Linked DNA regions of Mus musculus: region 1 is linked to region 2. The links are chromatin contacts, called in public HiChIP or PLAC-seq maps. All regions are on one chromosome and are shown on one strand. The core of a region is the stretch at or near the end of the contact, and the rest is flanking DNA. Distances in the headings are between cores, read along the strand shown. Region 1 overlaps Gm33995 (a long non-coding RNA gene). Region 2 has its middle 3.4 kb from the start of Gm38612.

What was found. HiChIP or PLAC-seq counts read pairs in DNA pulled down with a chosen protein or histone mark.
Region 1: an H3K4me3 HiChIP or PLAC-seq map of embryonic midbrain shows a contact between it and region 2, with 2.5 times the contacts expected there. The contact joins two enhancer-like sites. A contact is called at or near these places in 7 of 115 datasets of contacts at active chromatin or transcription factors (craniofacial prominence, embryonic basal ganglia, embryonic hindbrain and 4 more).

What each region holds. Positions count from the first base shown.
Region 1 is chr5:128,701,499-128,707,831 of GRCm38.p6, forward strand. Gm33995 (a long non-coding RNA gene) reads right to left here. Exons shown (of 3, transcript XR_377093.1): 2 at 4,696-4,792; 3 at 3,922-3,973. Among named protein-coding and RNA genes, the nearest start is that of Gm33995, 4.7 kb to the right of the region's middle. Within about 2 kb of position 2,798, at least 31 of the 459 cell types and tissues checked have an H3K27ac peak or open chromatin away from gene starts, as enhancers often do.
Region 2 is chr5:128,564,465-128,570,016 of GRCm38.p6, forward strand. No RefSeq gene overlaps it. Among named protein-coding and RNA genes, the nearest start is that of Gm38612, 3.4 kb to the right of the region's middle. Within about 2 kb of position 3,132, at least 9 of the 459 cell types and tissues checked have an H3K27ac peak or open chromatin away from gene starts, as enhancers often do.

The sequences.
Region 1 (6,333 bases), core at 1,548-4,047, 140 kb after region 2:
GTTTCAACACCTTGAAATCCCTCTTGGTTTGCTTATCCATCCCCCTCCCACTCCCACCCAACTCCTGGCAACCCAGGATCATCCTCTGTTCCCATATTTTTGCTTCTCTGGAAGACGGTGAGATTTTTCAGCATGGCTTCTTTCACTGGGTAATGGCCATGTACATCTCTCATATCCCTGTGTGACTCCGTGTCTCTCTCTGCTGCATAATAGTACCATCTGGTTGTTCCAGACCATCCTCATCCATTCATTCACTGTGGGACAAGTCAGTTGCCATCAAGTTTGGGTCATGGTGAACAGAGTTGCTACAGACTATCTATGTTGAGGGTTTTTTTGTTTTGTTTTGTTTTGTTTTGTTTTGCTTTGTTTTTTGATTTATTTATTTTATGAGTACACTGTAGCTGTCTTCAGACACACCAGAAGAGGGCATCAGATTCCATTATAGATGATTGTGAGCCACCATGTGGTTGCTGGGAATTGAACTCAGGACCTCTGGAAGAACAGTCAGTGGTTTTTTTGTTTGTTTGTTTGTTTTTCTAGACAGAGTTTCTCTGTATAGCCCTGGATGTCCTGGAACTCACTTTGTAGACCAGGCTAGCCTCGAACTCAGAAATCCACCTGCCTCTGCCTCCCAAGTGCTGGGATTAAAGGCGTGCACCACCACCGCCCAGCCGTCAGTGCTCTTTTTATGTTGAGTTTTTATGCAAGTGTTTAAATCCTCCAGGTAAACACCGAGAAAGATGCCCTAGTCAGGTTTTGGCAATTTGACACAAACTAGAGCCACCTGAGGAAGAGGGTACCTCAATTGAGGAATTGCCTTCATCAAGTTTGCCTGCAGGCAAGTCTGTGAGGCCGGGGGTTTTTTTTTTGTTGTTGTTTTTGTTTTTTCTTGATTGCTTACTGATGGAGGGCTCAGCCCACTAGGGGTGGTGCCACCCCTAGACAGGTGTGATCCTGGGTTCCATTGGAAAGCAGACTGAGCTAGGCTTGGGAAGCAAGCCAGTACCTCCAGGGTCCAGCTTAATTTCCTGCCCTGACTTCCCTCGGTGATGGACTGTGACATGCAAGTGTAAGTCAAGAAATCCTTGGCCCCTCTCAAGTTGCTTTTGGTCCGTGGTGATTCATGGCCATGGAAAGCAGATTGGAGCGTGCTTATTCAAGCCTGTGGTGACGGTATGTTGAGTTTTGTAAGAGACTCTTCCACAGTGGGTGAGTTCACCTGCTTTCTATGTGGTTGATGTTCTCAGTTTGGGGTGTTTTAAGACTTGCACGGAAGTGTTATTCCACGGTTGTTTGAATTTGCAATTCTCAGGGCTGGAGAGACAGCTCTGTGTTTAAGAATATTTGCTGCTCTTTCAGAGGACCATAGTTCAAGTCCTAGCCAACCTTTTTGGGTAGCTCACAAATCTTGTAACTGCAGCACCAGGAGATTTGTTGCCCTTTTCCAGCCTTACCCAGACACCTGTGTATATGTGTGCATACATACACAGACACACACATACATATAAAAAAAGATAATAAAAATAATTTTATTTACAATCTCCTAATGACTTGATGTTGAATGGCTATTCCTGGTTGGCTTTGCCATTTCTAAGTGAACCTAAATCATTGCTTCTTTTTTTTTTTTTTTTTTTTTTTTTTTTTTTGAGACAGGGTTTCTCTGCACAGTCCTGGCTGTCCTGGAACTCACTCTGTAGACCAGGCTGGTCTTGAATTCAGAAATACACCTGCCTCTGCCTCCCAAGTGCTGGGATTACAGGTGTGCGCCACCACTGCCCGGCCAAATCATTGCCTTTTAGACTAGTCAAAGGCTCACATACGGACCTCCTCATTCCCTCATGCCGGTCACGGGCTATTCCACTCCTCTGTGACTGGGAGAGGCCACTCGGGTCCTCCACTCCCTGTGAAAATGAAGCCCTGAGCTTCTGTTTGGACAACAGACTTCACTCCAGATGAACGGGACTTGGGGCCAAAGCTTAGTGGAGACCATTCTAACTCTTTGAGCAGAAAGAATATGTATGTATCACTAAAAGATTCTCTTGTGTCAACATTCAAAGAAATAAGGACAATATATAACTCCTATCCCCCTAAATCTTCTGCAAAGAAGAAAGGGGCTAAGTCAAAGACAAATACAATTTTGGCTTTCTTTGTGGTCAAGCATCAGGGATTTGTACAACAGGGGCAGATTCTGAAAAGGCAAATTGTTCGACAGATTCAAAAGAGATTAAATCATGTAGTTATGGAAAGATCTGACAGATGCTCAGAGTGGTCCTGTGCCCTGGTACCAGGAGATAAAGACACTTGGTGGCCATTTGTGATGCTGCTAACCCATTTGTCCTATGTGTGTGCCCGCCCAAAGACCTGTCACACCCTGGTAAGCCCGGGAGACAAACGCAGAAGCCCTGCGCCACTCCCCCGCTATGTTAAAAATGTGCGCCTATTTTCCCAAGCGTGCTTCGATTAAAGAGAGCACATCTGTTTTAAGTCCCCCTTTTATGAAAATTACTGTGCTTCCTCGGCAATGCTTATCTTTTAATTTTGAAATTCTTTGTAGCAATAACTCAAGATAATAACCAACCATATTTCTGGCCCCTTTAAAAAAATAAACGGGGGGATGGGAGGGGGGGAAAGAGGCAATGTGTCATTTTTGAGCTTTGAACTCCAGGTTCTGATCCTCCCCCTTTGGGCTCAGGGCCTCTTCATTTGCGTTTAGAATGGAGAAGCCCCCTGGATTATGCTGCCAGCCTCCAGGCCGCTGCAGACAGGCCCAGCTTGAGACTTGGGACTATTCATCATGCCCCCGGCAGGGGGGAACCCTCCTCTCTTCCCCAGCTCCTCAGAGCGGCTCAGCTTCCTTTTCCAGACTCTCTGCCCCACCCCCAACCCTTCCTACAAGCCTCTCACTGGAGCAACTCTGCTGCGCACCTCAAGCACACAGCACACACACACACACACACACACACACACACACACACACACACTCCGAATCCCCCCCCCACCCTCACCCCGCGACTCCCAACCCCCCTCCCCCCCCCCCACCACACCGGATCCAGCCTGACACCCAAAGCTCCTACCCATCTAGCATTTACCTTGTTTACCAGCTTGTCCTTTGCTTTTAACAATTTTTATTTGCTCTTATTTAATGCATGAGGTTGTTCAGCCTGCTTGTGTGGAAGTACACCGCGTGCATGCAGTGCCCGCAGAGTCCAGAAGGGGGCGTCAGATCCCTAGAGACTGGCTTTACAGCTGACTGCGCATCTCCGTTATGGGTGCTGGAAATAGGACCCAGGTTCTTTGTAAGAGCAGCACGCTTTATTGTTGAGTCCTCTCTTCAGCTCCGTGTCTCTATGCTTTTAAAGCGCTGTTTTGAGAAACGTTTAAACTGTGTGTGTGTGTGTGTGTGTGTAGTGTGTGTGTTGTATGTGTGTTGGTAATGTGCCTGTCATAGGTGTGTGCATGTCATAGCATGGACATCAGAAGACAACTTTGTGGAGTTGGTTCTCTCCTTCCATCTTTACAGTGGTTACAGGGATCGAACTCAGGTCCTCAAGTTGGGGGCGAGGGGGCGCGGCGGCAAAAGCCTTTTCCACTGAGCCATCTTTCCGGCTCTAGAGTATTTTTAGAGCCCACGTGTTTCTCAGGTTGTATTTCCCCTCCTGACATCTTTGCTCCGATGTGTTACCTCCAGCCCCCCAAGTATGGAAGAGCAGAGAGAGATGCTTGCACACGGGTGGTGGTGTATAGCTGTGGTCCCGAAGTATCGGAGATGCCAAGAGACCTAGGCTAGCCTGGACTACAGTGGGAGCCGCTCTTTCCCTCCCTCACTTCAAAGAGAGATGGGTCTATGAGAAGGGGGCACCCTGGGAATAAATGTTTTCCAGGGATACCAGGAACACTCAAGCAGGGGGGTGTTCTGCTGACTCACCTCTCAGTAGCAAGAGACAAGTCCCGGCCCAGGCCTACCTCTCCCATTCTGAAAATGAAAACAGACATTTTTCTACAGTATCTACAATGTTTGCCCCACCCCATCTCTCTCTTTCCTTGTCTCCCTCTTTGTCTCATCTCTCTATGTCTATGTCTGTCTGTCTGTCTGTCTGTCTCTCCTCCCCCCTCTTTTTGTCTCCCCTTCCTTGCTCCCTCTCCCTCTCTCTTCCCTCTCCTTTCCTGCCCTCCCTCTGCCCACCCCCACCTCTTCAGGCACCAGGCTTGCACATGGTACACGTAACATACATGCAGGCAAAACACACATGAACGTAAAAAAATATTTTTAAAAAATCAAAGACCTCAAATGTTTTTGTACATGCAAATGATGAAGGCCTATCTCCTGTCAATCATCCTTGACATGGGAGCGGGGTGGGGGGGAGAGAGAGAGAAGGATTCTGGATTCTCGGGACTGTTGGATGAGGCAGAGAAACAAAGAGCATGCCAACTTTCTGAAGAATTGGGCTGCTTCAGTGTGGGCTCTCTCATGTTTTCCCAGCAACCACTCTGGCAAACGAAATTCAGCATCAGTTACAATAGTCCTTCCCGAAGTCCCTAGGCTGCACCTGCAGAAGTCCTCCAATGCTCTGACCCCTCCCCCCAACGTACAATGGCGGCAAATGTCCAGAGTCTCCAGCCTTCCTGAGTCACAACTTCAGACAGGGCAGAAAGTTGGAAAATGAAGGGGAGGTGGGAAGGGAAAGGGGCCCTCACCTGGAGTCTGGTTGAAGCCACCAGTGGATCGAGATTCCAGCCCAATGAACAGACTCTGTTGCTGCACAGTTTGTCAACATAGAGAAATAGTCCTCTCCTAGGGAGATGTTTCAAATAAGAACATTAAAGCGAGGGGCTGGAGAAGCTTCAGGGATGGCAGGGCGGCTCAGCGCTGGCTGCTCTTCCAGAAGACTTGAGTTCAATCTCCAGCACAAATGGCTCCAAACCATCTGCAACTCCAGTTCCAAGTTGGGATCTAACGCCTTATTCTGACTTATATGGACAACACAATGCACACACTGCTGCATAAACAGACATATATGCAGGCAAAGCACTCATACGCAAAACAAAAATAAAGGTTAAGAAATTAAAAACAAGGGGCTGGAGAGATGGCTCAGGGGTTAAGAGTACTGGCTGCTGCTCTTCCAGAGGACCTGGGTTTAGTTCCTAGCACCAGAGCCACCATAACTCCAGTTCCAGGGCCTCTGGTGCCCTCTTCTGGCCACTGAGTGTACTGAACACACAACACCTACTCCTATGTATACACATAAATGAAAATAATTTTTAAAGGATATTAAGATGTCAATGGATGATGAGGCCCCAGTATGGCTTTCCTCTCTTCCCAGATATAAACCTGGATTTCTCCAGGAATTTCACAAGAACCCCCATTTACAATGGAAGATATTATTGAAAACATTTTTTCTGTGTATGAGTGTTTTCATCTGCTTGCATGTATGTGTAGCATGTGTATGCCTGGTGCATGAGGCCAGGAGAAGGCATCGGATATCCTGGAACGTGAGTTACAATATCTGTGAGCTGGCCTGAGGATGCTGGGACCCAAATTCAGATCCTTAGCGAAAGCAGTCAGTGCTGGGTCACTGAGCGATTGCTCCCGCCCCATGAAAGATAATGGCTTAACCTCATCATGTGACCCTTGAGGCTCTGTGACCTTCTCAGCTTGCAATTCTTTCTGATACATTTCCAGAAAGAAAAAAAAAAAAAAAAAAAGTGGGGTGGGGAGATAAAGGGGAGGGGCTTAGAAACTTTTCAAACAGTGAAATTCCCAAAGCTGCTAGAATTCTCTTTGCAGATACACGTAGGAGTGTGATGAGCCCACAGCCGTGCTGGGGTGTATCTTTTGGAAGGGTTCTCTGGTACAAGGGTATCTTAGCAATTGGGAGCCAAGGAATACCACACACCCAACCTCACATAGGAGACTGACTGGGCAGAAACACAGAATGGTGGCTGCCTCTGAGCTGGAACAGAGACCGCAGCGGGGCGGATGGATGGAACGCATGCGCTTTAGAGGGGTTTTGGAGTATGCGCAGTGGGAAGTATGGCCTGGCCTTTGACGCTGAATCACAGGGGTGTGGATTTCCGTGTCGTGGGTTTGGGGACAGGCCAGGAAGCAGGGTGATTGTCCACTGGCCTGTTACCTTACATTTTACTCTACATCTTATCCCTCAATGCCCATTTTTAAATCATTCATGATTTTACGCCTATGTTAAAATCTTTTCTTATGAGCCGGGTGTGTTGACTCACGCCTTTAATCCCTGCACTCAGGAGACAGAGGCAGGCAGATTTCTGAGTTTGAGGCCAGCCTGGTCTACAAAGTGAGTTCCAGGACAGCCAGGGCTA
Region 2 (5,552 bases), core at 1,882-4,381:
ATATGTGAGCACCTGTGTCTCCATGCGGTTGAAGGCCAGAGGTCAACCTCTGTAGTGTTACTCCTCAGGACTCTGTCCACATTTTTTTTTTTTTGAGAAAAGTTTCTGGATTTGACTGAATGTGATGGTTTGTATATGCTCAGCCCAGGGAGTGGCACTATTAGAAGGTGTGACTTTGTTGCAGTAGGTATGTCACTGTGGGTGTGGCCTATAAGATCCCCACCCTAGCTGCCAGGAAGTCAGTCTTCCACCAGCAGCCTTCAGATGAAGATGTAGAACTCTCAGCTCCTCCTGCACCATGCTGGCCTAGATGCTGCCCTGCTCCCACCTTGATGATGATAATGGACTGAACCACTGAACCTGTAAGCCAACCCCAATTAAATGTTGTCCTTTATAAGATTTGCCTTGGTCATGGTGTCTGGTGTCTGTTCACAGCAATAAAACCCTAAGACACTGGATGAGTGAAACGGCCCAGGGTGGGGGTTGGGGAGGGGAGTAACAGTCAGCTATAAAAACGGACAAACTAGTGATTTCTACTACATCTCCCTAGTAAAGAAAGTGAGGTGTTAAAGCCTCATGTCGGGTACATACTTTGATGTAAAGAGGCCAGAGTTGACAGGTCCACAGAGAGAAAATGCACATTTGTAGTTTCTAGGGGTCGTGTGGGAAATGTTGGGAAGTGGCTGATAATAGCCAGGGCATGTTTTCTTGGGGTGATGGAAATGTTTTAGTGTTGGAAAGTGATGGTGATTGCCTGACCCAGAGGTTCACTAAAACCAGATGATTTCACACAGGAAAGCAGTGAACTGTGGTAGAGGGTGATGGGTAGACAGACAGACAGATGATACATAGATGGGAGAAAGATGATTGGTAGATAGTTCGCAGAAAGATAATAGACAGACAAAAGATAGACAGATAGAGACAGACAGACAGACAGATGATACATAGATGGTAGAAAGATGATTTATAGTTTGCAGATAGATGATAGACAGATGATAGACAAAAGACAGAAAGATAGACAGACAGATGGTAGACAGATACTAGATAGATAGATAGATACATAGATACATAGATACATAGATGATAGATGGTAGACAGATGATTGATAGTATACAGATAAATAATAGATAGATGATAAACAAAAGACAGACAGACAGGCAGACAGATATATGGTAGAAAGATGATTGATAGTATGCAGATAGATGATAGACGGTAGACAGATGATTGATAGTATACAGATAAATAATAGATGATAAACAAAAGACAGACAGACAGGCAGACAGATATATGGTGGAAAGATGATTGATAGTATGCAGATAGATAAAAGATGATAGATAGACAAAAGACAGACAGACAGGTATATGACAGACAAATAGATGGTAGGTAATCTCAAATTTTTCAATGTTTCCACACAGGACTCTCTGACTTCTGGCATGAAAGCAGCATGCCCCCAGTTGAAGTCAGAATGTTAATTTTTGGAATGGTTCCTTCCTAGGACTATCAGCCTTTGAATAGATACAAGGTTCTGTTGGCTTGGGTTGGGCTGAGTTGGGTTGAGTTGGGTTGGATTGGCTTGGGTTGGGCTGGGTTGGGTTGGGTTGGGTTGGGTTGGGTTGGGTTGGGTTGGGTTGGGCAGTGGCAGCAGCTGCAGGTTCCTTGACAGGGAGAGGCTCAAGGCCCTGAGGTTGAGACCTGGATGGTGTTGGTCTGGGAAAGGAAAAGGAGGAGAGGAGAGATGAGGGTGATGGAGTGAGAAGGTTGAGAGAGAGGAGAGGAGAGGGAAGGGGTTGGGGGAAGGGGAAGGAATTGGTTGGGGAGGGGAGGGAAAGGGGGAGGGGAGGAGAGGGCAAAGAGGGAGGCTCAGTAGGTTTGGGAATTCAGTGAATTTTGTATTTTGTAGTAATTTCTGAGGAGAATCTTAACGTGACGCTCAGGAGGGGCTGGACTCTTGCCTCTCATCACGAGTGTCTTCACCTCTCTGGGTCAGTGTCTGAGGTGGTTGGCAACCTAAGAGCGATCCCTGCTGGCTACCATTCAGCACCTCCCCAGCCTTCACATTCAGATTCACCTGTTACCTCTGTGTCCCCAGGAAGCCACATGCTGTCTGCAGGAGAGGCCAACCTCTAGCTCAGCTAGAACGCTCTCAAAACCAGTCCTTCCTTGGTGATTTCAGAGACGCAGAGGACGATTTCCATTTTCTAGTAGACTCTATGACCTTCAGGAATCTAGCCGTTCCCAGTATCAGCTCTCCCCACATCTTAGACAGTGTATTGGGTGCTGATTGGAGGATCATGGAGTGTTCTGCAGATGGGCTAGGGATATGGCTAAGTGATACAGTGTTTTGCCAGGCGTTGCAGCCCTGAATTCAATCCACAGCACTGAGGAACAAGAACTCTGCAGGTCTAGCTAGAGACAGAGTCAAGATGTGTGTGTGTGTGTGGGGGGGGGGTGTCGTTGGATCTATGCTCTGTAGCCTGAGCCAGGCCTGGCCCCACCCAAGGAGAGGGTAAGGAACGAACAGCTGTACCAGCAAGACTCCAATCCAAGATTCCTGGGGATGATCAAGATTGATGGGGATACAGCAGTGCTTCTGGGGGTTCAACACAGTCTTCATGGCCATGGGCACAGCTCTGATGGGCTGTGATTCCAGAGGACACACGCGCGCGCGCGCACACACACACACACACACACACACACACACACACACACACACACACAAAAGAGAGAGCGCACTCGCTGAGAACCTGAAGCAGCTGACTGATATCAGAGCCTGAGTTCCACCCACCCTCTGCATTGGGTGAGCCTGGCGGATACCTGCTGGCCAACGGTTTGCAAGAGGCTCCAGCATCTTCTGCCATCCTGGCCAGGGGGGCAGGGCCTTGGGCCAGTGGCCTTGCTGCAAACAGCAGCTGAGCTGAGCTAGCTGTGGCCAAGCTCCATTCCCATCATCCAGGCTGGGCCCTTGCTGACCCTGCCCAGCCTTTCTTAGGAGCAGCAGGGGTGAGGCAGGGGGATGACAAGCCACAGCTTCAAAGAACAACAGCAGGGTTGTCTGCTCTCGGTCTCTCTGCAACTCCCCCGAGAGGCAGGGAGAGTGTCAGCTTGCTTGCTGCTCTATGGGCTACAGGGCCTACTTCCAGCTCCTGGAGGCAGCTGACCCCGAGGCGGGGGCCCAGGAGGCCTCACCCGGAGGTCCTTGGGCCATTGTGCTTTTTCTGTTTGGGGCGTCTTGGAAGTCACAGAAGCCAGAGCCCTTCATGCTCTCAAGTGCCACAAAGATTTTAAAAGACGACAAGTGACCCGGAATGAAATGGTGACATTTTATTTCTCACAACTCTTACTGAGGGGAGCGAAGGGAGGAAACCAGGTTGGTATGTTGGGAACTTGAGAACTTCCTTGGGAAAAGTGTGTCGGGATGACGGCTACTGGCTGCTGGGAATTGAGCTTCTGTTGCTTTTAGTCCCACCACCAGGCCCACCCCAGGTGACTGCAGTGGCGTTAAGACAGAGGGAGATTTATTTTAAGGACCAAAGGGCTGGAGAGATGGTTCAGTGGTTAAGCACAGGTTCAGTGGTTGAGTGGGCAATGAATGCTTTTGCAGAGGACCAGGAGTTCAAGTCCCAGCAACCACATGGTATCTCAATAACCTCCTGTAACTCCAGCTCCCGGGAATCCAACACCCTTTTCTGGGCTTTCTGGGAACTTGTACTCACATGAATATACCCACCCAGAGAATCACACACCTACCCATAACTGAAAATAAATTGAGAGGCTGGAGCCGGGCGTGGTGGCGCACGCCTTTAATCCCAGCACTCAGGAGGCAGAGGCAGGCAGATTTCTGAGTTCGAGGCCAGCCTGGTCTACAAAATGAGTTTCAGGACAGCCAGGGCTACACAGAGAAATCCTGTCTGGAAAAAACAAAACAAAACAAAACAAAAAACAAACAAAAAAAAATGAGAGGCTGGAGAGATGGCTCAGCTGTTAAGAGCATTGGCTACTCTCAAAGAGGACTTCGGTTTGGTTCCCAGCACCCACATGGCAGCTCACGGTCATCTGAAACTCCGGATCCAGGGGATCTGATGCCCTTTTCTGACCTACCAGGCATGCATGTGGTATAAATATATACATGCAAGTAAAACATTCATACATATAAAACAAACTAAAAAAGAAAGAAAGAAAGAAAGAAAGAAAGAAAGAAAGAAAGAAAGAAAGAAAGAAAGAAAGGAAGGAAGAAAGGAAGGAAGGGGAAGGGAAAGGAAGGAAGGGAAGGAAAGAGAAAGAAAGAAAGAAAGAAAGAAAGAAAGGAAGAAAGAAAGAAAGGAAGGAAGGGAAGGAAAGAGAAAAAAAGGAAGGAAGGGAAGGAAAGGGAAAGAAAGAAAGAAAGAAAGAAAGAAAGAAAGAAAGAAAGAAAGAAAGAAAGAAAGAAAGAAAGAAAGAAAGATCAATTTAAGCCAAGAGGCTAGAGGCTTCACGGACTGGCCCTTTGGGACCAATGGTGGTATAGTGGGAGGGTAGAGAGTAGGGAAGACAAAAGACAGGAAAGCAAGGATTCAAAACCCACCAAGCCAGGGAACCAGAGTATCCACCATAGGAGAATATTTCAGAGGTCTGAGGTAACACTTGACCCAGACAGAGCTGGGTGGAATCAGCTGCTGGGAGGTCTCTTGGGATTGGCTAAACACCACAAGGGAGGAGGACTCTGAAGAAACGTCTAAGACACCCGATAGGAGGGAACTAGGCTGCAGAGTTAAGGCTGGGATTGGGGACTCTGAGGGAACCGGGGAGGATACTTTTATTCTCTGTCAGCCTCCCGTGGTGGTATTGTGGGTGGATGTGTTTCCTTTGTTTCTTTCTCCTGCAGATAACTTCAGATAATTTTGCGGGCTGCTTCAGTAAGGCTGAGCCTCTCACCACTGCCATTGGGAAACCCCCTGGGGCTGCATTAAGCAACGATTGGCTCATTTCATTGCCCTCGGTCTGGGGCCATCAACCTATGGGTAGGAGAGTGCAGAAAGGACCCACTGCTCTCATCTGCAGAAGGTCCGAAGGTGTCCACATCCCGGTCCTGGGAACCATGAACATGTGGCCTTGTGTGACAGGAGGGGCTCGACTGACATGAGTAGGTTGAGAAGGGAGATATCCCAGAAAAATGTCAAGATCCTGGTGAGATTCCAAGAACAGGAAGCAGGAGGTCGGTGGGATGGGGGAGGAGCCTAAAGATTACCCCAGCCAATAGGAAGAGGACGAAAGTGTTACTCCTCTCTTGCCCCTGATGGCTGAGCTAGGCATGGGGGTAGATTAAACAGTTGATACAGTATCTGGACCACATAGACAACCATGCACCAGTCCCAGGCTACCTCAGACATTCTCCCCTCAACATGCTGGCAGCCAACAGAGCTGCCTCTGCTTGCCTCTCACCTGACCCATGGGTACAGAATTCATTCTCTCAGCCCCGCAGCTCCACCTCCCAACCCCCAGTAGAACAATCTAGAAGATGACAGAGATGTCTGTAGCTCAGAGGGAGAAACCACAGGAAAGTCCCCTAGTCCTAT